Linked DNA regions of Mus musculus: all the other regions are linked to region 4. A link is a contact called in public HiChIP or PLAC-seq and promoter capture Hi-C data. All regions are on one chromosome and are shown on one strand. Each heading gives the region's core, a stretch centred on a gene start, on an enhancer-like site or on the middle of the called end of the contact. The rest is flanking DNA. Distances are from core to core; before and after follow the strand shown.

What was found. Promoter capture Hi-C pulls out the DNA fragments that hold promoters and counts their contacts. HiChIP or PLAC-seq counts read pairs in DNA pulled down with a chosen protein or histone mark. Capture Hi-C pulls out chosen DNA fragments and counts their contacts.
Region 1: a contact with region 4 is called in an H3K27ac HiChIP or PLAC-seq map of microglia, with 11 times the contacts expected there. The contact joins the promoter of Spi1 here to the promoter of Ckap5 in region 4. A contact is called at or near these places in 12 of 39 promoter capture datasets (the 3T3-L1 cell line, the C10 cell line, the HPC-7 cell line and 7 more), 2 of 115 datasets of contacts at active chromatin or transcription factors (bone marrow-derived dendritic cells and microglia) and 1 of 9 other capture datasets (pancreatic islet).
Region 2: a promoter capture Hi-C map of hippocampal neurons shows a contact between it and region 4, with 4 times the contacts expected there. The contact joins the promoter of Mybpc3 here to the promoter of Ckap5 in region 4. A contact is called at or near these places in 6 of 39 promoter capture datasets (the 3T3-L1 cell line, hippocampal neurons, liver and 2 more), 7 of 115 datasets of contacts at active chromatin or transcription factors (embryonic hindbrain, embryonic limb bud, embryonic stem cells and 1 more) and 2 of 9 other capture datasets (embryonic stem cells and liver).
Region 3: a contact with region 4 is called in a promoter capture Hi-C map of liver, with 2.6 times the contacts expected there. The contact joins the promoter of Mdk here to the promoter of Ckap5 in region 4. A contact is called at or near these places in 5 of 39 promoter capture datasets (the HPC-7 cell line, cranial neural crest, hematopoietic stem and progenitor cells and 2 more), 1 of 484 Hi-C or Micro-C datasets (embryonic stem cells), 1 of 115 datasets of contacts at active chromatin or transcription factors (embryonic stem cells) and 1 of 9 other capture datasets (liver).
Region 5: a promoter capture Hi-C map of adipose tissue shows a contact between it and region 4. The contact joins the promoter of Slc39a13 here to the promoter of Ckap5 in region 4. A contact is called at or near these places in 16 of 39 promoter capture datasets (the 3T3-L1 cell line, the C10 cell line, the HPC-7 cell line and 9 more), 1 of 484 Hi-C or Micro-C datasets (embryonic stem cells), 4 of 115 datasets of contacts at active chromatin or transcription factors (astrocytes, embryonic stem cells, extraembryonic endoderm stem cells and 1 more) and 4 of 9 other capture datasets (adipose tissue, embryonic stem cells, liver and 1 more).
Region 6: a contact with region 4 is called in a promoter capture Hi-C map of adipose tissue. The contact joins the promoter of Psmc3 here to the promoter of Ckap5 in region 4. A contact is called at or near these places in 8 of 39 promoter capture datasets (the HPC-7 cell line, the SN4741 cell line, cranial neural crest and 4 more), 3 of 115 datasets of contacts at active chromatin or transcription factors (astrocytes, effector CD8 T cells and large pre-B cells) and 3 of 9 other capture datasets (adipose tissue, embryonic stem cells and liver).

The regions. Positions count from the first base shown.
Region 1 is chr2:91,094,422-91,098,401 of GRCm38.p6, forward strand. Spi1 (spleen focus forming virus (SFFV) proviral integration oncogene) reads left to right here and starts at 2,257. Exons shown (of 5, transcript NM_011355.2): 1 at 2,257-2,572. The coding sequence starts at 2,528.
Region 2 is chr2:91,116,618-91,121,006 of GRCm38.p6, forward strand. It overlaps Mybpc3 (myosin binding protein C, cardiac), which reads left to right and starts at 1,527. Exons shown (of 35, transcript NM_008653.2): 1 at 1,527-1,600; 2 at 2,546-2,812; 3 at 3,361-3,459; 4 at 3,539-3,646; 5 at 3,735-3,883. The coding sequence starts at 1,552.
Region 3 is chr2:91,929,733-91,934,024 of GRCm38.p6, forward strand. Mdk (midkine) reads right to left here and starts at 2,127. Exons shown (of 5, transcript NM_001012336.2): 1 at 1,962-2,127; 2 at 1,640-1,716; 3 at 1,364-1,522; 4 at 1,086-1,247; 5 at 73-383. The coding sequence starts at 1,715. The coding sequence ends at 358. Dgkz (diacylglycerol kinase zeta) reads right to left here. Exons shown (of 32, transcript NM_001166597.1): 31 at 4,011-4,110; 32 at 3,095-3,793. The coding sequence ends at 3,677. Gm39876 (a long non-coding RNA gene) reads left to right here and starts at 2,485. Exons shown (of 2, transcript XR_866530.3): 1 at 2,485-2,567; 2 at 2,905-4,292. It overlaps Chrm4 (cholinergic receptor, muscarinic 4), which reads left to right. Exons shown (of 2, transcript NM_007699.2): 2 at 1-97.
Region 4 is chr2:91,524,645-91,528,632 of GRCm38.p6, forward strand. It overlaps Ckap5 (cytoskeleton associated protein 5), which reads left to right and starts at 2,118. Exons shown (of 44, transcript NM_001165989.2): 1 at 2,118-2,206. It also overlaps the pseudogene Gm13770.
Region 5 is chr2:91,067,457-91,071,953 of GRCm38.p6, forward strand. It overlaps Slc39a13 (solute carrier family 39 (metal ion transporter), member 13), which reads right to left and starts at 2,859. Exons shown (of 10, transcript NM_026721.3): 1 at 2,699-2,859; 2 at 975-1,283. The coding sequence starts at 1,275. It overlaps Gm39874 (predicted gene, 39874), which reads left to right and starts at 2,895. Exons shown (of 2, transcript NR_166131.1): 1 at 2,895-3,050; 2 at 3,610-4,167.
Region 6 is chr2:91,051,714-91,055,745 of GRCm38.p6, forward strand. It overlaps Psmc3 (proteasome (prosome, macropain) 26S subunit, ATPase 3), which reads left to right and starts at 2,303. Exons shown (of 12, transcript NM_008948.2): 1 at 2,303-2,618; 2 at 2,862-2,945; 3 at 3,266-3,391; 4 at 3,745-3,849; 5 at 3,935-3,997. The coding sequence starts at 2,535. It also overlaps Gm13778.

The DNA of each region.
Region 1 (3,980 bases), core at 1,007-3,506, 430 kb before region 4:
ATCAAAAGACCAAAGTTATTCTCAGTTATTAAAAAAAAAGTTCAAGGATAGTCTGGGCTAGAGATCCTAAGAAAAACAAGGTGGGGTGAGTGAAGGGGGGAGGGGGGAAGAAGGAAAAGAAGGAGAGAGAGAGAGAGAGAGAGAGAGAGAGAGAGGAGGGAAAGAAGGATGGACACAAGTTGAGGAAGGAGTGAAGCGAGAAAGGAAGGAAAGAAGAGTTTAGGGTTTGGCAAGGGGCTCCCTCCAGCACCATCGAGGCAAAAATGAGAAGATAAATACAAATTTGAAGATAGCCTGGTCTATACAGCAAGCTCCAGGCTAGCCCAGGATACCATAAGCAAGATCTTACTAAAACAATCCAAAGCAATGGATTAATGAATGAAAATAACAGTTGGGGCCTGGTTCTCACATCCCAGACCATTCTCCCCCTATAATCCAGTTACCTGGAGCTCAGCCTATTTGGTGGAAACATGAAGAACTACAACTGCTGGCGTAGAGTGAGTTTGTGTCTTCCCTAACCTCAGAGAGGGGCCTGAGTCAGGTTCCTGGGAGCCCTGAGGACATGTGATCTGGACCCCCTGGGGAGTCCCAAGTGTGTCTGCAAGAAAAGAGAGGATGGAGGTGAAGGTGATGGTGGGACCCTTCCTTTTCTGCTGGCAGTAAGAAACTACCGGGGTATATGGAGGGATCAGGCTAGTTTTTACATAAAGCAAGAGGTTAAAGTATACACAGGAGGAAGCTAATTGACCAAGAAGTTCTCCTTAGACAGGGGACTGTGGCATACACTTTAAAGCCCAGCACTCGGGAGGCAAAGGCAGGTATAGAGCGAGTTCCGTGACAGTCAAGGCTACACAGAGAAACTGTCTCAAAAAGACAAAAACAAAACAAGTTCTTGCTCAACCGAGCAGTCTCCCTAGAGGTGTGTGTGTCCTTGGAGTCAGAAGTGGGGGACAGGTGTGTGTGGAGGAAAAGAACTATTGCTCTACTCTCTAGACTGGATGTCTGAAGGACAGGAAACCCTTCCACTTTCCCAGAACTCAGCATAGAGCTTGGTTAACATAGGGAAGATGCATGGATGGATGGATGGATGGATGGATGGATATGTAAATAGGTAGACTGATTAATAGTTAAGTGGATGGATGGGTGGATGGATGGTTGGATGGATGGATGGATGGATGGATGGATGGATGGATGGATGGAAAAGTGCATTGAGAATAGATAAGTAGATGAGTAGACTGGGAGATGGATGGATATAGGCAGACTAATGAATTAATGGATATATAGATTAAGTGAATAGATGGATGTGTGGGTGGAAGAATGTATGTGTAGACAAATGATGGATGGATGGACAGATGGATGGATGGATGGATGGATGGACAGGTGGCCAGATTGACAGAAGGTCATATAGTAGATAAAGAAATAAAAATACAAACTGTTAGCAGATGGATGGGCTGATGTACGGACAGACAAGTGGCTAAATGAGCACGTTGCTAACCGCGAGGGTAAGCAGACGAGCTGACTGGCAGCTCAGAAATGAGCAGTTGGTTGAACAGAGATGTGTAGACGGATGGGTGGTGTGATGGGCTGGAGAGATGAGCAGACAATCAGAAAGAGACAAGGATAGGAAAACAGAGGAAAGAAGAAACGTGCGAGGAAGGTTTATAAAGGAGGAAGTCTAGATCGTAACGTTCAAGGGTTGGAGAAACCGGGAGAACTGGGCTGGGAACAATGTCCTTAGGGATCTGACACCAGCTGTGGTACTTAGCTGGGAGGGGAGGGGATCAGAAGCCAATGTCCTTCCCAATTGGAAGGGAAGCCCACTTGAGAAGTCTGGAAAGGAGATAAAATGTGGGAGACCCAGTGTCTACTGTTGGCCCTAATTGGCTTAGGACGATCTAGCAGATATTGCAGGGCCTACAGGAAGAGCCAAGCCTGGCAGCCTTGGGACCAAAGTCCTCCACCTGACAAATTCACCCTCAAAATTAGGGATCCACGCTCTCGCTATTCTGACCCCCCGAAGAGGGGACTCTTGGCCACCAGAGGGGACTGAGAAGAAATCGGTATTATTAGGCTAAAAGAACAGTGGACTACTTCAGCAAGGCCTAGCGACCGGAGCAGCAGAAGCCTTCCATGGTAGTGCTAGCCTTTCTCCCTCCCAGCCCCAGTTTCCTCTGGGCAGGGGCCTGGCCCCCTGTCTTCCCAGGGCTGCCCTTTGAGAACCACCTGCCCCAGCCGGCCAGAGACTTCCTGTAGCGCAAGAGATTTATGCAAACGGGCTGGGGCGGTGATGTCACCCCAAGGGGACTATCTCCCAGTGGCAGGCCCTTCGATAAAATCAGGAACTTGTGCTGGCCCTGCAATGTCAAGGGAGGGGGCTCACCCAGGGCTCCTGTAGCTCAGGGGGCAGGCCTGAGCCCTGCGTCTGACCCACGACCGTCCAGTCCCCCGACGGGGCACCTGGTCCTGAGGGGGATCCGCCTTGATCCCCACCGAAGCAGGGGATCTGACCAACCTGGAGCTCAGCTGGATGTTACAGGCGTGCAAAATGGAAGGGTTTTCCCTCACCGCCCCTGTGAGTACTGGGGCTTCACTACCAGCCCAGCCTGGGGCTTTGGGATGTGTGACCATCTGCCCACTAACCCACCAGCCCACCCGATGCCCTCCGGCTCCCTATCAGTGGGAAGTTGGTGTTTCCTCCCCGGAGCTGCTGGTCTGAGACCCAGCGAGGGGCCATTGGCTTCCTTAGAGCATGCCCTGGCGGGCTGAGGGTTGCCGGCTGGCCCCATGGTGGGGCTGTGATCGGTGGGGCCTGAACAGCTATTTATAGATGGGTTCAGTGGCAGGCCGAACTCTAGGGCAGGGTTCTGGGTTGAAGATGGCGAGGGCGGCTCCTGAGAGGCCATGGATGAGGAGATCTGGAGACTGGCCTAGGAGTCTCTGGAGGCAACAGGAGAGGTTTCAACTCAAGACCTGTGGGCTCCTGAGGCAAAGGCTATTAGAACTCGAAGTCACCCGTGGGTCCCCAACATTCAGTTTGTGGCCTGGCTGTTGATCCAAGTGTTTGGGCTTTGGGCCTACATGGATCTGAGAGTCTTGGGCAGTGACCAAGACTGGCTTCTTAGGGCCAGGCCGGGCAAGAGAAGAACAGAGCAGAAACCCTGCAGTTAGATTGTGGCTAGAACTTAGCTCAATGAGAAATCGGGTGAAGAATGGACTGGGGCCAGAATGGGACGGAGATTGGGACTGGAGTGAGAAGATCTGGCTAGAGTTAAGGTGGGGCAGGGACAGGGACACTAGCAGGTGGGAGGATCCCACCTGTTCCTCCTGTTTTCAGTGACAGTCACAGCTTTGGGCGAATGGCAGCCCAGAATCCCTTAGAGAGGACCCTCTTGCTTTCTCCTACCCTTGGAGGTGTTGGGGCAGTGAGGAAAAGCTGAGCAGGGCCTGCCCACCTGACTCAGCGTTCCTGAACTAGAGACAGATCTCTTCTCTATCCCTTCCAGCCCTCCGTAGCACCTCAGGCCTGACATCGTAGTCAGTGTCCTGCAACAGGGGCAGGCCTAGTGTGCTGCCTGGAAACCCAGGGAAGAGGGCCAGCTTCTGGTCTCCTCACAGGATAGAAGACAGGCTCGCCAAATCTCACTGTTCTCTCCTTTACCCTGATCCCCTTCTCCTGCCTGGGACGGGAAAGGTGCTGGGGCAAGCACAGGTGATGGAGGGTGTCCCAGAAGTTCACTCTGCCTCAATTAAAGCCACTGTCCCTGACCCTTGACCTCTTCTTCCTGCTGATATGGACACAGGCCAGACCTCCAGTTCCCACACCAGCTCTTTAGCCCCTCTCTCCAGCCTCAGGAGCCTCTCTCCAGCCTCAACCAAGTATCTCTTGAGTGGACCGGCTCTCAAGGCAGCCCTGGCCCACCAAGCAAGGCCACTGTAACTATTGTGCAATCCTTGGGCACACTCTGTGGTTGTGGGGAGAA
Region 2 (4,389 bases), core at 277-2,776, 410 kb before region 4:
ACCTTTACCAACTTGGTTCTTCTTCTTCTTCTTCTTCTTCTTCTTCTTCTTCTTCTTCTTCTTCTTCTTCTTCTTCTTCTTCTTCTTCTTCTTCTTCTTCTTCTTCTTCTTCTTCCTCTTCCTCTTCTCCTTCTCCTTCTCCTTCTCCTTCTCCTCCTCCTCCTCCTCCTCCTCCTTCTCCTCTTCCTCCTCTTCCTCCTCCTCCTCCTCCTCTTCCTCCTCCTTCTTCTTCTTCTCCTTCTTCTTCTTCTTCTTCTTCTTCTGGCTCTCAAACACCAGTTCCTTAAACATTTAAACAAATTTTTTGCCTGCGTATATGTATGTGTGCCATGTGTGTGCCTGGTGCCTGCAGTCTAGAAGAGGGGTGTTGGGTCCCCTGGAGCTGGAGTTACAGATGGTTGTGAGGTATTGTGTGGGTGCTTGGACCGGAACCTGAGTTCTCGGCAAGAACAAGTGCTTTTAATCACTGAGCCTTCTCTTCCAGCCCCAGACCAGTTCTCTGGACGACTCGGAGATAAGCATAGCAGTGCATACCCAGAATAGCAGCACTTAGGTTGAGGCAGGAGGATTGTCATTGGTTTGAGACCAACCTGGATTGCTAGTTATAGCTTCAACACACACACTCATGCACATGACTTAGGAGCAGGTGATATGACTCTAAAGTAACTAAAATTGGGTGGAAATCACGGCTAGGTTTCTATTGACTGGAAAATGCTTATATGTGAACTCCCTCCTTCTGGTATAAGCTATCTATTCTAGTCTAGAATTCCTTAATGGAGATCCCCGTCATTTACTTTTTCCCCTGTTACACCTGATGAGCCTGATCCAACTGAGGGTCACAGAACAAGAACAGTGGCAGTGGGGTGGCAGCTGGGGGGATTTGGAATGCTCTGCATTCATCTTTGGTTAGTCCTTGTGACTTTAGCAAGAGCTAGCTCTGCTCCTGTCCTCTACTTGGGAGGACATTTAGAGATCCACTCCCATGCCCTCGCCTGCAGGCTCGCCTAGTTTGTCCCTTGTGTGTGTGGGGTGGGGTGGGGGGGACTAACTCCCAGCAGATTCCCTCCCTGCCTAACCCTCCGCCAAGCCCACTCAGGATTCCGTGGTCCAAGGCCAGCCCCTGCCCCTTGTGGTGCAGTAATGTGTGCCAAAGCTCTGCTGACCAAAAGAACAACAGCAGCTAGCCCTGGATACCCTCTCTCCCACCCAGCACCTGTGCCCTCGATCTTTAGCTGTGGGTGTCACGGGCCAAGAGCACCTCGACAGTGTAATTTTCTGGTGGCTGGATACACAGACAAAGGTGGGGCTACCCCTGAGATCCATGGAGGAGTGGAAGGGCGGAAGCTATCCAGTCCTGCTGGGGGTGGGGAGGAGAAGCCAGAGGACCAAGTGGCTCTATCTTCTCCATGAAGATACCTCAGCTGGATGGAATTTGTCTATATTTAGCAGGTGGCTAGCAGGAGGCTGATAAGCAGGGCTGGGGAGGGGGCAGTCCTCATAAATAGTGAGAACACAGGACACTGTTCAGTCCCTCCTTGGGTGGCCTGCTTGATGCCTGGTGTGACTGTTCTCAAGATGCCGGAGCCAGGGAAGAAACCAGGTAGCTCCACGTAAGGGTTTGGGTCAGTGGTGCACACGGCTTGTGGGCAGGGTTAGGTACCGGTGTAGGATGAGGCCTGTGGGTTCCAGGAAGGGACAGGATGGTCCTCTTTGGGCTTTGTCTAATTCTCTGCTTCATTCCCCATCCCTCTAATGAGATCAAGGATAAACTCGGTGTCAGGGCCACTGAGAGATGACTTCACTAAGTCAGGAAGAATCCAGGGTCAACAGCCCATTCTGTCTGGACCTGTATTTTCTTCTTCAGCCAGGGTCCTCAATTCAAGGAGCTCAATTTAGGCTCCAGTGGAGCTGAGCCCCTGAGCTCAGTTTCTAAGGGTACTGAGATGAGGGGGTAGCGACCCTTTCCAGCTCTGAGTGTCTGCCACATGAGCTGGAAACCCTAGGGTATTCACATGAGACCTGGCTCCAGATGTGGGGGGACAGTGCCTCTCTTCTCTGGAATAGAACAGGCAAGCCAAGGACAAAGACTGTAGCCAAAGACCTGGACCAGGCCAACACCCTTGCAGAGGTCATGGGGTCAGGGATCCAGTCCCCAGCCCCCAGGCCCCTGCTGCCTTATCTCAATTGCTCATTCTTAGTCTGAAGCCCTCAGAGGACAAATTTAGCTATATCCCAAGTAGGCAGAGTGCTGGGGCCCTTGCCAAGGGTTCCACAATGGGAAGGGAGGCTGGGCCTACCACTGGTGTTCCCAAGCAGGAAGGTAGGGACGTCTTATATGGTGGTGGGGACAACAGCCTGGACTCTTTCATCTGTCATTAACCTCACCTGACCTGAGACATAAATATGGCTGCACCCACCCCATAGAACTGTTGGAGCATTAAACAAGTAGCTTGGGGTGTGCTTACTACACAGTCTTCTTGAAGAAGGGTGTCGGGGGTGGGGTACCAGGGAGCCTACTTCCTGCAAGTTCCATCTGGCTCTTCAGTGTCAGCCTTCAACAAGAAGCCAAGGTCAGCGGAGGTGACCGCTGGCAGTGCTGCCGTGTTCGAGGCTGAGACGGAGCGGTCAGGCGTGAAGGTGCGGTGGCAGCGGGATGGCAGCGACATCACCGCCAATGACAAGTATGGTTTGGCAGCAGAGGGCAAGCGACACACACTGACAGTGCGGGATGCGAGCCCTGATGACCAGGGTTCCTACGCGGTCATTGCAGGCTCCTCAAAGGTCAAGTTTGACCTCAAGGTCACAGAGCCAGGTAAGAGCTTGCTGACCTCGCCCCGGGGCCCTGAACTCAGAGTCCGGGGCATGGACTCTGGGCACTGGCAATGCTGTAAGCCAGAAATGCCCGTTCTGCTCTTCTGCTCCAAGATCTCTCTAAGCATTAGTTGTGGCTGCAGCTCTTTCTGCACTGTGGAGGTGGGAACCCGAGAGCGGTGTTCTAGGAAGGGTCCACTCCCATAGCAGACCCAGAGCCTGGTCACCCAGATAAGGACTTGGCTAGCTGTATGTGTTAGTGGGGAAATCCTAAGAGCTTGGTGGTGGTGGTGCTGGGTCAAGGCCAAAGCTCGGAAAGGGACAACAGATGGACCACAATGCTGCTCAGAGCAGAAATCTGGACATGGGACAGGTGGATCGTGAGTGCTGGAGGACGAGAAGCAAGTTGGCTCCTCTTCTTGGAGTGAGGCCAGTGGCTAAAAGAGCCTAGGATACTGCTGTACAAGTGGAATGTATCTTAGGTGGGACATAGGTCTGATATCCGAGTGGAGGGCTCTAATTAGAAACTGTTCCATGACCCCACCTCAGCCCCTCCAGAGAAGGCAGAATCTGAAGTTGCTCCAGGAGCCCCCAAAGAAGTCCCTGCTCCAGCCACTGAGTTGGAAGAAAGTGTCTCAAGTCCTGAAGGTAAAGAGGGCTGGACAACGAGGGACAGGCCAATGGATGGGGAATATCCCAGGACAGACCTCAAAAGCCTTCTTTTCAGGGTCAGTCTCGGTAACCCAGGATGGCTCAGCTGCAGAGCATCAGGGAGCCCCTGATGACCCTATTGGCCTCTTTCTGATGCGACCACAGGATGGTGAGGTGACCGTGGGTAAGTGGGAACTTTGTGCTCATACTCGGGGTTAGGGGAAAGGAAGCCCCAGAGGACCAAGGTCGGAGAAGTCACCTTTCTCTTGCAGGCGGCAGCATTGTCTTCTCAGCCCGAGTGGCTGGGGCCAGCCTCCTGAAACCGCCTGTGGTCAAGTGGTTCAAGGGCAAGTGGGTGGACCTGAGCAGCAAAGTGGGCCAGCACCTGCAGCTGCATGACAGCTATGACAGAGCCAGCAAGGTGGGACGCCTGGTCAGGGGCATGGGGAGCCAGGGAGTACAGGCATAGGGAGGCTGGGAGACTGGGAAGCAGGGCAGAGCTGAAATGTTCAGCCATACCAGCTGCACACTGCACAAAACAGCTCCCAAGTGGAGCCACCTGCCATCTGCTTGGACTTCTATCATGGTCATGTGCAGGCAAGAGCCCGTATGGGTCTTTTATTTTATTTTTTTTTTATTTTGTTTTTTGAGACAGGGTTTCCCTGTGTAACCCTGGCTGTCCTGGAACTCACTCTATAGACCAGGCTGGCCTTGAACACAGAAATCCGCCTGCCTCTGCCTCCCAGAAGTGCTGGGATTAAAGATGTGCACCACCACTGCCCACCCCATCATGGGTCTTGAAAGGTGGATGCTTTCTTTAAATTATAGAAGCGCTCTGTATGTGTCAGCCCTGAGAAGTGAGCTTGGCAGGCTTTGCCACACCCCTTCTCTTTAGGGACGCAGGGCCTCTCCTGTCCCAACCTTCCT
Region 3 (4,292 bases), core at 877-3,376, 410 kb after region 4:
CCCCTCAGTCCATCTTTCCCCATCTTCCCACCTCCGACAGAGCTCCATGGCAAACTGGGAAGGGGCTTTTATATATTAAAAAAGAAGCTTTTATTGGAAAAAAGTGAGTTTATTTTATTCATTTCTTAATAACAAGTATCAGGGTGGGGAGAACAAAAGAGGGTATGGGGAGGCTCACTTTCCAGAATCTCTTGTCCCTCCCCACTTTGGGCACTTGGTGTGGGCGTGAGAGGACAGGCGTGATTGACAGAGCTGACAGGAAGACAAAAGGCACTGGTGGGTTATATCTTGGGCCTGTGGGAGAGGAGGGCTCCGTTCAGGCTCCAGGCGAGGCCGGAGGCTCTCTGGCCTCCTGACTTAGTCCTTTCCTTTTCCTTTCTTGGCTGGAAAACAATAACGGAGATGCATTAGTGCGGTGGGTGACCTAGCTCGGACTCACCAGACAACGCAGACATGTCCATCAAGGAGAGAAAATCCTGCCCCCTAGTGGTGACTGACCAGTTCACCTGGAAGTGGTGGGAAAGGGCAGCCATGTGATATGAAACCTTTCTTTATTCGTTCAACTTTTTAACCCTCGCGCCCCCCCCCCCCCTTTAAAGACAGACTCTCAAGTCTCTCAGTCTGTAACCTTGAACTCAAGGCAGTGTTACTGCCTCAGTCCTGAAGTGCCGCTTTTTACAGGCACGAGCTACCAAGCCTGACTTTCAACTTTCTATTTTCATCTAGGATCAGAGTACTCCAAGTTCCTCACCGGGGAAATGGGCAGAGTCACCTCTGCCCTGCTGGCCTCAATAGCTGTTGGGAGTCAGGTAGCAGCATGTACCTTTGGGACAGCCTTTCCATAGTTTTAAGCGCAGAGTTAACTCCTCCCTGATCCCACCCCACCTTCCTCAGTTGACAAAGACAAGCCTTTCCCAGGAACCCAGGTCGGATGATCCAACAGAAAGAGTAGTTCCTACTTGGGCAGAGGGTTTAGCATCTCCTGAGAGTGGCCCTCAAGTGCCTGCCCATTCCTAACTTTAAGACTGCTCTGCAGAGACAGAGCATGGAGTAGCCTGGCCCACAACCCCACCATATTCGCTGACCTTTGGTCTTTGACTTGGTCTTGGAGGTGCAGGGCTTAGTCACGCGGATGGTCTCCTGGCACTGGGCATTGTACCGCGCCTTCTTCAGGGTCCCTTGGCGGGCTTTGGTGCCAGTGCTCCCATCACACGCCCCCCAGCTCTCAAACTTGTATTTGCAGTCGGCTGATGGGAGAGTGGCCCCACGGTGAGAGACAGGAGGGTTGTGGATGTCCTCCCTGCCTCCGGTTTATAAGGACATACCCTCTGGCTTCCCGCCCTCCTCCCGCGCGCCACCTCACCTCCAAATTCCTTCTTCCAGTTGCAGGGCACCTTGCAATGGACGCGCTGGGTCTGGGCCCCACAGGTACCCTCGCGGAAGCCCATGCCGCAGTCCTTGCTGCTGGGGGTGCAGGGCCCCCAGGTCCACTCCGAACACTCGCTGCCCTTCTTCACCTTCTCTACAGGGCGCAAGGAACAAAGTTAAGGACATGGCGTGCCGGACCAGCACTTGGTCACACGGCCTGCCTCACCTGCCCACCCCAGCTTTTACTCCTGAGCCCATCCTATCCCATCACCTTTTTTTTTGGCCACCGCGGACGTGACCACCAAGAGGGCAAGAAGGGCGAGAAGGAAGAAGCCTCGGTGCTGCATCCTAGGGGTAAAACCTGGGTTAGAGTTTCTCGCCTAGTCTCTTCTCCGCTAGGAACCGCGGGAAGGACCTCCCACCCTTGACTGACTTGTCCCACTTTCCAGGCCCAAAACGTCGGACCGACAAGGGGGAGACGGAGGGAGGACTTGGAACCGATGTCTCAGCGTACCCCCACCCCCACCTCAGCCCCCTTGGTGGCAGAGCAGCCGCCTGAAGGGACTGGGGCCACAGCCACTGCGTGCGCTCACTCGCTCACTGCTCGATGCTTCGCTCCCTCCCGCTCCGGCCTGTCCCGCTAAGGCCGCTAAGGCCCCTTTTGTCTCCAGAACCGGTCTGAGCCGGTCACATGGGCCCCCGCCCCTCCCCCCATCCCGTGGAAGGACCCGCCCCCTCCCCCCAAACCCGCACCTCCCCAGACCCCCCTAGTCCCCGCCTCCACTCCCGCCCCTCGCCGAGCCGGGACTCCCGCGTCTGTGCCTCTCACCTCTGATCTCTGGGTCTCTGGTCCTGGAGTTCGGTTTTACCAGTGCGCTTCTGGCTCAGGTCCCCTCGTAGCAGGCCCAGCTCTCTATCCCCTCCCCTTCCCCTGGTCTAGGCCTGTCTATACTTTTCCCTCTCGCAGCCTGTCAGCTCTCAGGTCACCACTTCGCTTGCCCACCGCGGGCCCCGGGAGTATGTCCTGGTGTCACAGGCTCGGGGCGGCCACCGCACCCGCGAACCTTCCCTTCGAGGCCCGGCTCACCTCCGGCTTGGTTTTTTTTTTTTTTTTTTTTTTTTAATCAGTTCACTCAGAGTGCAAGAAGGGTCTCTGATGTGGCAGGGAGCTGGGTACCTGGGACCTCAGATGGCTCCGGGTGAGCAAGGCTCGAGAGCCTTTTTCTAGTGCAGGTTTGGGGGAGGAGGAGGAGGGAAGGGCGTTGGGGGGGATGGGGAAGCACATAGAAATGAGTTTGGTAAATCTTGTCGCTGACAAGAGCTGTCTGAGAAGTTCCAGACCGGGCTTCCCCCGGAGGTGATAACCGCCCACCCCTGACCCTGGGGCCTCAGGCTCACCTCAAGCAGATCCCCCCCCCCCCCCCCAGTACAAGCCAGGGGGAGGGGACTGCTCCAGGGCACAGGGCCAAAAGACCAAAGAACCCAAGCCTGGCCCCCGCCCCACCTCTTTTACTTTCATTGTTATCATCCCTGCAGGAGCGGGAAAATCAGCTCCGCCCCAGGCGCTGTGAGCCTAAGGCCCTAGGCAGAGGTCAGGATCGGGGCAGACCCATCTCCCGAAGTGATCTGAGATGTTGGTGGCCATTTCCCCGACCCCAAGGATTACCCAGCACACACCATTGCTCATGTGAGTCCCCCACAACAAGAAAAAAAGAAAACAAGAAAGGAAAAAAAATTCACTTTACTGAGTCACACCCAGCTGTAAACAAGTCACCGTGGGAGCCCCACCCCCCACCCCAGGCCATACAGTCCGAAATGAAATGGCTGGATACATGAGGAGGAAGACCAGGGTAGGTGCCAAGCAGGGCAGCGGGCAAGTGAATACAGCAGGCTCTTGAGTTTCTGGGATGCCCAGGGTGGGTGGATCAGAGAGGAGGGTTAGGTACCCAGAACCCTCCAGAGAGCCCAAAGGATCAGGTGGCTTTTGAAAGTCCTGCTGAGTGCAGGCCTCCCTGACATCGATGCTGAGCTCTGTCCAGCCCTTCCATCTGCTGTGGTGAGCTGGAGGCTGCCCTGAAGGGAGGGAACCAGCCAGCCCAGCCTGTTTCCTGTTCCCCATGAAACCAGGGACAGGTGAGAGTCCAGCTCCTTAGAGTCCAGCCCTAGATCTGAACAGCTTCTCAGGGGGTGGCACGGGGCTCCTTCCCTGTGGCAGGGTCCCCCCATAGCCATCTGACAGGAATGTGGCAGTGAGATGGGCAAGGAGAGTCCTCTGGTAGTGTCCCTTGTTGATCCATGGTCCCCTTAACTACACAGCTGTCTCCTGGTCCTCACGCTGGATCATCTGGTAATGCTGTCTGTTCTCCAGGTAGGCAGCGAGCTCTGTGTCTTGAGCCTTCTCAGCGCGCTGCCGGGGAGTGTCGCCCTGGAAAAGGGTGGAAGGGCCCCCAAGGCCTTAGGAAAGGGCAGGGGTTCTTCTACGGAGCCAGAGGGGGAGGGTATCCTCAGAGGTCACAAGCTTTCCCCCTGCTGGCTCAGGTTTCTCAGGGCCTGGACTGTGTTGGCTCAGAAGAGCTTGAAATTCCCTAGCCCTGCCCCCAAGTCTGGGAAAGGGTGAGTTTGTGCTCTGCCAGGCAACTCACCTGCAGATCTGTCTTCATGAGGGAGGCCCCGGCTTCCACAATGTAGTGGCAGATGGTGCGCTGACCCAGGGCGGCTGCCTGGTGTAGACAGGTCTCCCCACTGGGGAACAGGGGCTGGTTGTAGACACTTGCAGTTCTCTAGGCCTGCCCAGCAGTCTCCCAACAGCCATTAGAAAGGGCAGGAGTTTGGCAAGAGGGGGAAGGGTGCTCAGTGCTAGCCACAAAGGGTTCTTGGGCTCTGGGTGACCAAATGGTTAGACCTGAAGGAAGGTGGTTTTCTGG
Region 4 (3,988 bases), core at 868-3,367:
GCCTACTTAGATGATTCCATTTAAACATCTCGTTGGTACCTGAGAGTAAACAAGCTTAAAACTGGCCTCTCCTCCCTTCCCGTGAGACAGGCCTCTCCTGATTTTCCACTTCCATTTGGGCAGTAACAGCCCTCCCAGGCTCTGGGCTCTAATCCTGACTCTTTCTTGGACTCATTTTTCAAAATAGGGCCCACCTCTGCTGTGATGGCTGTTCCTGGTTGTCAACTTGACTACATCTGGAATGAACCACATTGCAGAAATGGGAGGACATATTTGCGATCCAGATCTTGAGGTTGGAAGACACAGGCTTCTGACCTGTATCTTGACATGAAGATCTTGAGGCATAATGGCCATGAAAAGCTGAGGCCCAGGCAAGGTAGTACACCCCTTTAATCCCAGGGGACTGGGACTCTGGAGAACTCTGACTAATACACAAGTTGGTACCTAGAGTGCAGTGTTCTATGGACATCCCATAATTTATATGGCCATGTGATTTCCAGATTTCTGTTTCTAATATCCCAGTGGCTCAGTAACATTCTTACACTTTTTGTATATGTGCATAATAAATGCCTCTTAGTAGCATTACTGAGCTAGAGAATCTGTAGATCTCAAAATTGTCCTCCTAGAAATTTGCACTCAAATTTAACAGTGAGGTTGAGCATTTGTGTCTCCAAATCTTTGTTCTGAGACAACATCCTACAGCCCCGGCTGGCTTCCAATGCACTACATAGCTGAGGCTTGCCTCAAATCCCATACTCTTGCCTCTACCCCTAGAGTGCTAAAATTACAGGTGAGACCCACCATACTCACATCTTTCTTCTCTAACTCTTGGGTGTTTGTTTCTTTGTTTCTTAGGTTGGTTTTGGTTTTTCAAGATAAGGTTTCTCTGTGTAGCCCTGTGTAGTCCTGGAACTTGCTTTGTAGACCAGGCTGGCCTTGAAATCAAAGATCGGTCTGTCTCTGCCTTGTTATATTAAATCCTCACATTAAATTTGTAAAAAAAAAAAATCATTGTTATACACGTGTCTGTAATCCCAGTACTTGGAAGGTGTAGGTAGAATGATGCTACAAATTTGAGGCATCCTGGTCTATGTGCCAGTTCCAGGTTAGCTTGGACTACAGAGTGGAACCTTGTCTCAAAGACTAAAACAGTGCAGGCAAGATGGCTTAATGGGTAGAGGTGTTTGCTGTCAAGTCTGGGGACCTGAATTTGAGTTCCTGAAGCCATATTGTGGAAGGAGAGGACTGGTGCTTAGCAAGTTGTCCTTGAACTTCCTTGTACCACACCCCATAGTGCACATAAATGAAATGTAGTAAAATAGATTTTTGACAATCATATTTCATCAAATGAATCCTCTCCTTTTCATAAGCACAAGCATTTGTGAAGTAAATCTTGTAGTTCATAAAGGCCATTCCTAGACTCTCAGCTTGTTGTACTAAATCCTTACATTAAATTTGATTTTTTGTTTGTTTGTTTGGTTGGTTTGTTTTTTGAGGTAGGATTTTTCTGGCTGTCCTGGAACTGGCTCTGTAGACCAGGTTGGCCTCAAATTCAGAGATTTGTTTGCCTCAGATGGGATCAAAGGCGTGTGCCACCACGGTCTTTAATTTAAACTTGTAAGGAAATTTAAACATTTACATTAAATTTGTAAGGAAAACATAATTATCCCATTTCCTACACAAAGAAACAGAGGTCCAGATCAACTGAGAAAAGTGATTTGTTCAAAAGAAGTCCAAGACTACAATTTAGCATTCGAGGCTCCTTCCACTACATCTCAGTTGCCTCTTGCTTTCCTCTCAGCACAGAATGATTGCAAGCTCTCCAAAAAAAAAAAAAAAAAAAAAAAAAGGTGTGGGAGGGAGATGTTGACAGCAGTTTAAACATCAGTAGGTAAAGGCAACGTGATCATGACTGGAAATGCAGAGTTTTCCACACACCTTTCGCTCTTCTATCAGAAGCCTTGGTAGCCATTCCTCCAGCCACTGGGTGACAAGCACCTGACCCGCAGCCCTGGGAAACACAGCTGCGCGCGTTCCCTTTAAGGCCGCAGGCGGCGCGTGCCCACAGCTCTTTCAAACGGACCAATAAAGGGGCGATAGGCGGTTCTCCGAGGACCAATGAACAACGAGGACACTGCGGGGTGTGCGGCGGCCCAAGCGGTTTTAAACGGCTTAGAGCAGGCCCCTCGGTTCTGACCCGGCAGAGGTGAGTGGGCAGTGGGTCTCACCTGCCGGCCTGGACCCTGGGGACCCGGCGTCGCGCGCGCTAGAGGACCCACGGCCGCGGGCGGGGCCCCCGCGGACGCGCGCCTCCGCGTTCTCGCGAACCCGGCAGGTCTGAGGCGGCGGAGCGGGGCGGAGGCCTGGGAGCCCGCGGCTGGCAGGGCGGGGGGCGTGGGCGCTCGCTTGTGTTGGTGACCCGGGCTGGGGGTTCAGGTGAGCAGAGCACGCGGCGGGGGAGCTGCTGCAGCTTCGGAGGTTCGCTGGCGGCCCCGGGCCGCGCCTGAAGGCTGAGCTGTCCGAGGCCGGGGCGGGGGCCCTGCCGGCAGGCCCTTGGTGGAGGAGTGCGCCTCGCGGAATTGTTAAATGAATGAACAAGAGCACGGGAGGGCTGTGGTGGGTGTGAAGGGCCTAGTTGTCTCCTCCGAGCCGGGACCAGAGCCTGGTGCCTGGGCCTGCCTCCATCCCTGCGTCCACTACCTGTGATGATTTTGTAAGGATGCTGTTCATTCGCCGCCCCGCCCTTGGTTTTCTCCCTCAGAAAGTGTCAGCAGAGTTCAGGGATTTTGCAGCTCTGAAGGTTTCCGGCACCAGTACAATAGCCAGCAGGGTAGGTGAGCCAGGCCTTGCCGCTAGGTGAATGAGATTCTCACTTTTTAGCGCTTAGCAAATCCTTGTTGAGAGAGCTGCCCAAAGTCGTGGTAATTGCTATGCAAGATTGAATGCATCCCATTTTGTTTCTTGCGGAGGGCAGGATGAAAGAGATGTTGCCAGAGAGGCTGCTGTGTGTAAAAGAATATATTCTTGTTGATGAATCTTAACAATGAGTTTCTGATTCAGCACCAGTAGAGGTTTTTGCAGAACTTGTCCCAAATTTATGCATGACTCTTAATTCTCCTAGGAACCAAGGCATTAAATCTTGGCCCAGATAGGATGCTTGTATTACATTATGCATAATTATAGAACTGGAAACTCATTTTTAGAAAGGTGAAATATTTTTTCTCCATTTTCATCACCCTGAAAACATCTTCTGTGACCTAAAGAGCGAGAATATAAATCAAGTTAATGGTCATTTGAGACTTTTCTAAAGTGACTGGTCAAGTACGATTTAATAAAGAGAAAATCAAAATCAACTTTTTTTTTTCCAATATAAGTTAAATCACTGTAGTAAGCCTGTAATGAAAAAATTGTACACAAAACTTTTACTTTTTTTTTTTACCTGGGGCTGGAGAGAGGACTCAGTATTTAGGGGGCAATGGTTGCTTTTCAAAGGAGTTGGGTCTAGTCCCAGCAGCCACAACCGTTTGTAACTTCAGGACCATGGGGACTGATGCCCACTTCTGGCATCCATGGGTGCTGCATATACGTGATACACACACACACACACACACACACACACACATACACACTGGCAAAACACCTATACATATACATATTTTTAAGGACCTTTTGTTTATTTTTGTGAGTGGGTGCATATGCTTGGTGTCAGGCAAATTGCCTGACGTCTATCGTGTGGGTCTGGGGACCAAACCTTAGTTGTCAGGCTTGGCAGAAAACACCCTTACCATTTAACCCTCCTCTCTGGTCCCAACATTTTTACATACGTTTTTAATGCTGTTCACATAAGGAGGTGGCAAGCAAAGGTATTCCATTACAATATGCCATATACTTTCCTCTCTTTTAAAGTTTGGATTATCAATTTTGAGTTATGTGGGCTGGTGTGTGGTAATTCAGCAGCAGCAGTTCAGTTTGGAAAGAGCAATTAAAA
Region 5 (4,497 bases), core at 1,609-4,108, 460 kb before region 4:
GGGGGGGGGGGCTGCAGCACTTGCTCACCTCTGCACCTAGGGTCCACCATGAGCCTTTACACACCTGCCCCTTCCTTGTGCCAGGCAGTCCTCCAAGTGCTTCATCTATGATCTATGAAGTTAGTATGTTCATTTGGGGGAGTTGGGACTTAAACCCAGGCCTTGAACGTGTTAGGTAAGCATTCTAAAGTTCATTTCTTTTTAAAGATTTATTTATTTTATGTAAGTACACTGTAGCTGTCTTCAGACACATCAGAAGAGGGCATCGGATCTCATTACAGATGGTTGTGAGCCACCATGTGGTTGCTGGGATTTGAACTCAGGACCTTCAGAAGAGCAGTCAGTGCTCTTAACCACTGAGCCATCTCTCCAACCCCCACCCTAACCCCTGCAAGCATTCTACTACTAAATGACATGCTCAGCCTTATTATCCCTACTTTGTTTGTTTGTTTGTTTTTGTTTTTGTTTTTGTTTTTTCGAGACAGGGTTTCTCTGTATAGTCCTGGCTGTCCTGGAACTCACTCTGTAGATCAGGCTGTCCTTGAACTCAGAAATCTGCCTGCCTCTGCCTCCCAAGTGCTGGGATTAAAGGCGTGTGCCACCACTGCCCGGCCTTATTATCCCCATTTTAAAGTCTGACAGACTGAGGCAGAGTGAGGTTAAGTAAATTGCCATGTTCTACATAGTTGGTGGGTGGCAGAGCCATGATTTGAGCCCAGGTAGTATGGCAGCCATATTGCCAGCCATTCTTCATAACGAGTCTGGGGAATGTTTGTTGATTGAAATAATAAACAGATGCATGCATGAGTGAACAAATGAATATGTATACCCTATGCGCACAGGACCAAGGTGACACTGGACTCCATGCTAGGCATACTATGTCTGGTGTACCTGGTACATGAGACCTGGCATTTCCCCAGAGCCGGCAGCAGGTTCCCTCCCCTCTGATCCTCAGCTGCTGAAGGGCCACTCACCTTCTGACTGTAACAGGGTCCCCATCTCCAGGGGAATGACCAGCAAGGGGAAAACCCCACTGAGCCCAACCATGAGAGAGCCCAAGAGGGAGCAGATCCAGGTGTCCAGTCGCTCCCCACTCAGCAAAGCCCCCCAGGACTCGCTTTCTTTATTATCCAGGCGACAGGCAGCTGCAGCCCCCAGGCTCCGGAGGGCTGGCTGGGAACCTCCAGCCCTTTCCAGGAGCTCCAGGGCAAGGACAGTGAGGAAGAGGAGCCTTTGGCCTGCCATACCACAGCCAGGGCAGGGACATCCAGGCATGCCGGGCGCTAGAAAACACAAAGACTGCTCACGTGAGCTGCCTCCCTGGACCACACACCCCACTTAGGAAGCACAGCGTCTCTTCCCACCTCTCAACCGGCCATGGCATCCCCCTCCTGCTCACTCTGCAGCGGAAACAATCCCCAGGGTGGGTGCACGGAGCACCCTCTGCCCATCTACACGTCTCCCAAGAACCACACATATTTTCCTTCTGAGCTGGCTCCAGCCTATGTGTCAATGTGTCCGCCTGAGGCTAAACTTTCCTTAATGACTGGGTGAGGCACTGGCTGGGCTCCTTCAGCCACCGGAGGAGGGACCATCCCTGTTGGGTGCCTCTAGCTGCCAGGAGAGGCTTGGCTGCCAGAATGTGCCGGTAAAGACACCCCAGGGTCTAAAGCCAGCACTGTTTAGCTTGATGGCGTGGTACAAAGAAACACAGGTGGGGAAACTGAGTCATAGTCCAAACCTCTTCCTCCTAAATGATCTTATTCTTGGGCACCAAGAGACAAGAGGTGGGGCTGAAGAGAAGAGATGCCTCACAGTTGCCAGAGCCAGAGGCTGTGGTAACTAACTTATGGCTAATTAATTTGGTGCTCTAGATTGTTAACTGACTGTAGTCCCTTATGAGCCTGAGCCTCAGTGTCCTCATCAGGGAATGGATGAGGTAACAGAGCTCCCTAACAGCGATGAATATGAGGTGAACTTGACAATGCAGGTAGCTGCTGGCATCGAGGAGGGAATGCAAGTCCTCTGAATGCCAGGGGAGGTCTGAAGCACTCGCAGAAGGAATGTGCTCTGCAGACTGATGGCAGCCGGATGGGGATGTGAGTCAACCAAGCCAGAAGTTCAATCTGGAAAGTTTAAATGTGATCTGCCCCGTCTTCTACTGGCTGTGACCTTGAAACTGCCTCAGTTTCCTCATCTGCCAATGGATGTTAAGAGAGAAATCATCGGTCTCTGATTGGTGGGCTACAAGCCTATGTCTGGAATCTTCAGGCCATAATTAGTGACCCCTGCCCCAGCCCTCCCCGACCCCTCGCGGCCGCCACTGCCAACACCAGCACAAACAAACGAGCAAAGCTTCACTGGGACCAAGGCAGGCCCTCGCCAGGCCAAGACCTTAGCGGGTCATGCAGAGGCAAGGGGGGACCACAGGTTCAGCAGAGAAGTATGGGGTATGGAGAGAAAGGAGAAAGCAAGAGAAAGGAAAGTCAATAAAATGAGCTAGAATGTCTGGTGGAAGGAGAAGACAAGAAGCGGGGCAGCAGGGAGGGCTGAGGGGCAGAGCGTGGGACGTCAGAGGTAAAGAGCCAAAGAGCAGGCAAGTTCAACTCCTAAACTGAGGACGAGTCGCGACAGGTTTGGGAACTGACACGGTCCATCCCGCCCCGGACGCCGGCCTGAGGGTCCAGCGATCACTCACCGCGCAGTGGCAGAGGTGGCAGCGGCAGCAGATGCAGCGCTCCGGGCGGGCCCGGCCATCCAGCTGCAGTGTCGCGCCCCGCCCCGCTCTGCCTCGCCCGGCCCCACCACTAGGCCCCCAGCCCGGAGCCACCCCCGGCGTGCAGCCACGTCACACGGGACAGTCCGGAACCCGACGCGCGCGGCTCCGGGGGGCTAGACGGAGCGACGGCGGGGGAGGCGCTTCCGCCTCATACCATGGGGGACCCGCGCGGTCAGCGCACTTCCGCTCGGGGCGGATTCTGGGGCTGCGGGGAGAGTAGGACGGAAGTGGGTACCCTCGTGGGCATCGCGTTTAGCCAAGTTAAGCTAGGGTGAGGGCGGCACCCACGCGGGAACCGGGATCAACAGGGCGGCGGGGCTTCAGTGTGGCGTCCTTCTGAGGATGCAGTTCCAGCAGTGGCCACACGGGGGCGCGCACGGCTGCCAAACCGCTCCGTCCCGGGACGAGAGCAGGGCTATGGCTCTCTGAGTCAGCAGGCCTGGCTCCTCCATGAGCTAGGGAAAGGGGAAGTGCCTGCCGCAAGGAGGGGCCTGGCTCTGGGTACCTCAGAAGAGGGAATTTTATTCTTACTCATCGAATTATTTTTATGCTTTGGTTTTTCACTTGGAACCTCAGGCCACCGTCTCCAGGACTGTAACCCTTTGAAGTCCAGTACACGTTTCTAGAGCCTGTGCCCTGGAATTTCAAGCCAGGATACAACAAAGGACTTGGTGTTCTCTTACCCTGACAAAGCTGTACCTGAACTCTTAGACCGAAGGAGCAGTTAGTGGCAATAACAATGGCTACAGTTCTCTGATCTAGGGTAGCCCTTTACTGACCATTTACTCAGTAATCAGTGTTAACTTTACCAAATCGTTTTTATCTTTCAGGTGGGTACTGACTGTTGACCTAGGGTCAGACATATGTCACACATATGGCAGAGGCGGAATTCAACTTGGATGTACCTCTCCCTAGGGCGTGCGATGGCCACCTCATGTCTAAGCTGGAGCTAAGGTGTGGATGTGGCCTAACACCCCCCACTCCTTTGCGATCCGATACATGTTTGCATCCTTCTCTGGGAATCAGCCAGTAACTGACATGGAAGACATTCAGCAGAGGCCGAATGAGTGCTCCCCTGGGCTGGCTGTGACAGAGTGAGGGGCTCATTAGTCCTCACCTACCATTGCGGCTCTCTATGGTCCCTTGTTCCTTCTGGGCGCTCCGAGAGCAGACCGAACTCACACATCACAGTTGATGCCCTACCTCACAGTGTGTGTTTGTGTGTGTGGTTGTTGTTGTTGTTGTCGTTTTACTTTGAGATTGGTTCTATGTAGCCCTAACCCCCTGCCTGTTCTGGAACTTTCTATGTAGATGTGGCTGACTTTGAACCTACAGAGATCTGCCTACTTCTACCTCCTCAGTGCTAGAATTAAATACGTGTGCCACCACTCTTGGTTTATTTATTTATATATTTTTGACATAAGGTCTCATGTAGACTACCCCTAAACTTATTATATAGCAGAGAATGACCTGGAACCTGTGGACTGCCTGGATAGATGTGCCCTCCTACATCCAGTTTATGCAGTGCTGACAGCCTGGGCATTGTGTGTGCCAGGCAAGTACTCTATCAACTACAACCCCAGCCTTTTATACCCCTCCCTCCACCCTCCAACCCTGAGTCAAAGTTTCTCTGTATAGCCCTGGCTGTCCTGCAACTCCATTTAGAGACCAGACTGGCTTTGAACTCACAGAGATCTGCCTGCTTCTGCTTCCCGAGT
Region 6 (4,032 bases), core at 1,053-3,552, 470 kb before region 4:
AGTGGTGGCTCATGCCTTTAATCCCAGCACTTGGGAGGAAGAGGCAGGTGGATTTCGAGGCCAGCCTAGTCTACAGAGTGAGCTCCAGGACAGCCAGGGCTACAAAGAGAAACCCTGTCTGGAAAAACCAAAAAAACAAAAACAAAAATTACATTCATAATGTCCAGTCCATTTATATTTGGCAAACTTGAAGAAAGTAACCTTTCTTTATCTTATCTTGTTGAGTACAAAGTTCTGTACCTAATTCACTTTTATCATAACTTGCATGTATTAACCTAAAAACATCTTCTTAGACCTAAAAGCATTTTCTTAAACCGTTCACAACTTAAGCTTAATGTGAGACTGCAACTATGTAGTCTTCAATCCCATCAGAGACCCGAGAAAACAGGAAGTGCTGAGCAAGCAGCTTCCAAGACTACAGCAATGACAGAGACCGCTGGCTGCTGGCTGCTGGCTGCCTTGTTTTCACCCAAGGTTCCTCTGCAGTGGTGGGGTATCTATCTTCAGCCTACAGGCCACAATGTCTGACACACTTTTTTGTTTGTTTGTTTGTTTGTTTTTTGAGACAGGGTTTTCTGTATAGCCCTGGCTGTCCTGGATCTGACACACTTTTTTGTGAAGTGGGAATTATGAAGGACTGGCCTACCTTGTCTTGGAAACATTTGGCAGTTGACTTCCTCTGTGTCCCACTGTCCATGGTTTAGACAGCATGTTGTCAGCAATTGAAGCAAGGACAGTCTTTTGCCAGGTGGCTAGCTTTGCCACATATGAATCAAACTCCATATGGAGGGTCTTCAATGCCCATTATCTTTTTGAAATAATATTTAGGTAATGCCAGGAGCTGATGCATCTCAATTTCACAAAAAAAGCCTTGTTATTAAGACATCTTAAATGCCATATTCTATAGATCTCTGAAGTGTTTGAAGACCATCTATCGACATAGACTATGTTGAATAGGCAAGCATTGCTTGTTTATAGCTATTTACAACCTGTGTAACTTTGAAAACATCTTTAGACTAAATAAAGCTTATTTCTGTAATTAACTAAACTAGTATCTAACATGACCATAAATGTCATTATTTATGGGTAACTAATTACTAACTTGCCTTTCAGATTATCCTAAACAGTTTGTAATAGCAGCTTTCAGGGACTAGAACTTGGGCTGCAGAGATGGCTCAGTAGGTAAGACTGCTCTTCTGAAAGTCCCAAGCAACCACATGGTGACTCACAACCACCCATAATGAGATCTGACACCCTCTTCTGGTTCATTTGAAGATCGCTACAGTGTACTTATTTATAATAATAAATAAATCTGCCAGTCAGTGGTGGCCTTTAATTTCAGAACTTGAGAGGCAGAGGCAGAGGCAGAGGCAGGTGAATTTCTGAATTCAAGCCAGCCTCGTCTATAGAGTGAGTTCCAGGACAGCCAGGGCTACACAGAGAAACCCTGTCTCGAAAAATCAAAATAAATAAATAAAATTTTTTAAAGGACTAGAACTTTACAGCACATGAGTTGTGTAGATATAATACTTTAAACAAGAGTAGAAACATATATACAGTACATTGTAACAAAAATAACTTCCCTATGTGGACAGTTAGATCTGCATTAATATTAGTAGAAGCAATGGTTTATCTGGGTTTTGTTAGGCTATTTTTGTTTAAGACTCACAGTGTGACCAGAATAGCTAGAAATACACTATGTAGCACAGGGTGGCCTTAATATGCAGCAATCCTTCTGCTTCATCTTTGCAGTGGCTCAGTGTCTGTGATGACAGGCATGTGCCATCAAACCTAGCAGTTTCTTTTCAACCTTTCTCTTTCTTTCTTTCTCTTTCTTTCTCTCTCTCTCTCTCTCTCTCTCTCTCTCTCTCTCTCTCTCTCTCTCTCTCTCTCTCTCTCTCTCTCTCTCTCTCTCTCTCTCTCTCTCTCTCCCTCTCCCCCCCCCCTCTTCCTCCCTCCCTTTTGTTTTTGGTTTTTGAGACAAGAGTTTCTTTGTGTAGCCTTAGCTCTCCTGGACTCACTCTAGACCAGGCTAACCTTAAACTCAGAGATCCGCCTACCTCTGCCTCCAGAGTTCTGGGACTAAAGGCATGCGCCACCACACTGGACATTTTGCAAATCCGTGAATTCCAAGTTTACCTGGGTTCTTAGATTGCACCGGCACCTGTGCAAACTCCTTTTCAGTTATCCGCCAGGCTAAAAACTGCATTTCCCGAAAGACTCCGCGGCTTTCTCCTGCCTCCCGCCTCTTCCGGTTGTGCAGCAAGCCCCGCCCCGCCTGTACGCCGGCCAATAGCAGCCCAGCCCTCGCTCCCGCACAAACCGGAGCAACCGGCGAGCCACGGGGCGGGCCCTGTAGCCTCGGTTTGGTTCGTGGAGTCCCAGCGGCAGATTCGCTCGGAGACGCGGACAGAACCCGTTCTGTCGCGTCAGGAATCGCGGGTGAAGTTCTCCACGGGTGGAGAGAAGACGTTGAGAAAGGCTGCGCTGGGCTCCCTCAGGGGCTCGTGCGCACTCCCAGTTTCGGCCTCTTCATGCAGGAAATGAATCTGCTGCCGACGCCCGAGAGTCCAGTGACTCGGCAGGAGAAGATGGCGACCGTGTGGGATGAAGCTGAGGTGAGTGTTGGGAGACCTGAGGGGCGTCCCAAAGTTTGGGCTATAAGGTTAGACGTTCTTGGAGGCCGGGAAAGGAGGTGGCTGGAAGGCCAGGTCCGGTCTGGACTGGTTGCAGAGCTTCTTGGGTTGTCCCGACTTCATCCTGCTGTTGGGTTAAGGAAGCAGGCGCTGAGGGGGCTGTGGGACCGTGGGATGGCAGCTCTGAGTTACAGTAAATAAGTACTTCTTCTCTTATTTGAACAGCAAGATGGCATTGGGGAGGAGGTGCTCAAGATGTCCACGGAAGAGATTGTCCAGCGCACACGGCTGTTAGACAGCGAGATCAAGGTGGGCTCCTGGCTCCGGTGCAGGCAGCGGAGTTCTCAGATCTCCATTTTACAGATGAGGAACCCGAGGCTCAGAGAGGGATGAATTCACACTCAAACCCATGGAAAATACCTAGCCCTGTCCCACAGCCGCTTTGTCAGGAGGTTTTCCCACTGGCCTCTTGTCCTGACCTCTGCAGTTTGGACATGTACAGGCTGGGCCTTCAGAAAGCCTGAGATCTGGTTGGATGGGTCTCCCGGGTAACCTGGACCTCATCTATTAGAGGGCTGTAATGAATGCAGGCTGAATCAGGGTTGAACATTGGTTTTCTCTTATCCCAGATCATGAAGAGTGAAGTATTGCGAGTCACCCATGAACTCCAAGCCATGAAAGACAAAATCAAAGAGAACAGTGAGAAAATCAAAGTGAACAAAACCCTGCCGTACCTTGTCTCCAATGTCATCGAGGTGTGTGTCTGTGTGTGGGAAGAGGAGGAGGCAGGAGGCTTGGAGACATCTAGGGATGGGGCCCATAGGGTAGAGTGTAAAAAGCAATGTTTAAGTCTGCAAAGACCTTAGAAGTGTCACAGATTTCTGCCATTTTCTTCTTTTGTTCCTTCTTGGGGCAGATGAACTTTGCAAACAGAAGCAGCACCTCAACAAAGGTGTTGTCAACCCCCTAACACATCATCTATGTTTATTAAGCTTAAGGCTAGACTGAGGAGGGAAGGAAGGCCTGTGGCCTTGTGGGTTTAGGGAACTGTTTGAGCACACACAGTAGTGGATTTTGGGAAGGGAACTGAGCCTATTTTCTTTCTTAGTTGCTGGACGTTGACCCCAATGACCAGGAGGAGGATGGTGCCAACATTGACCTGGACTCTCAGAGGAAGGGCAAGTGTGCGGTGATCAAAACTTCTACCCGACAGGTAAGGTTGGCTCAGTCACAGTTGGGCAGGGGGCAGCATGGGGGAGTTTCCGTGTAGCTACGACTGCCTGTAACTCTTCCTACAGACATACTTCCTGCCAGTGATTGGGTTGGTGGATGCAGAAAAGCTGAAGCCAGGAGACCTGGTGGTGAGTGATACCTGCGCACGGGCAGGGATTCTCCA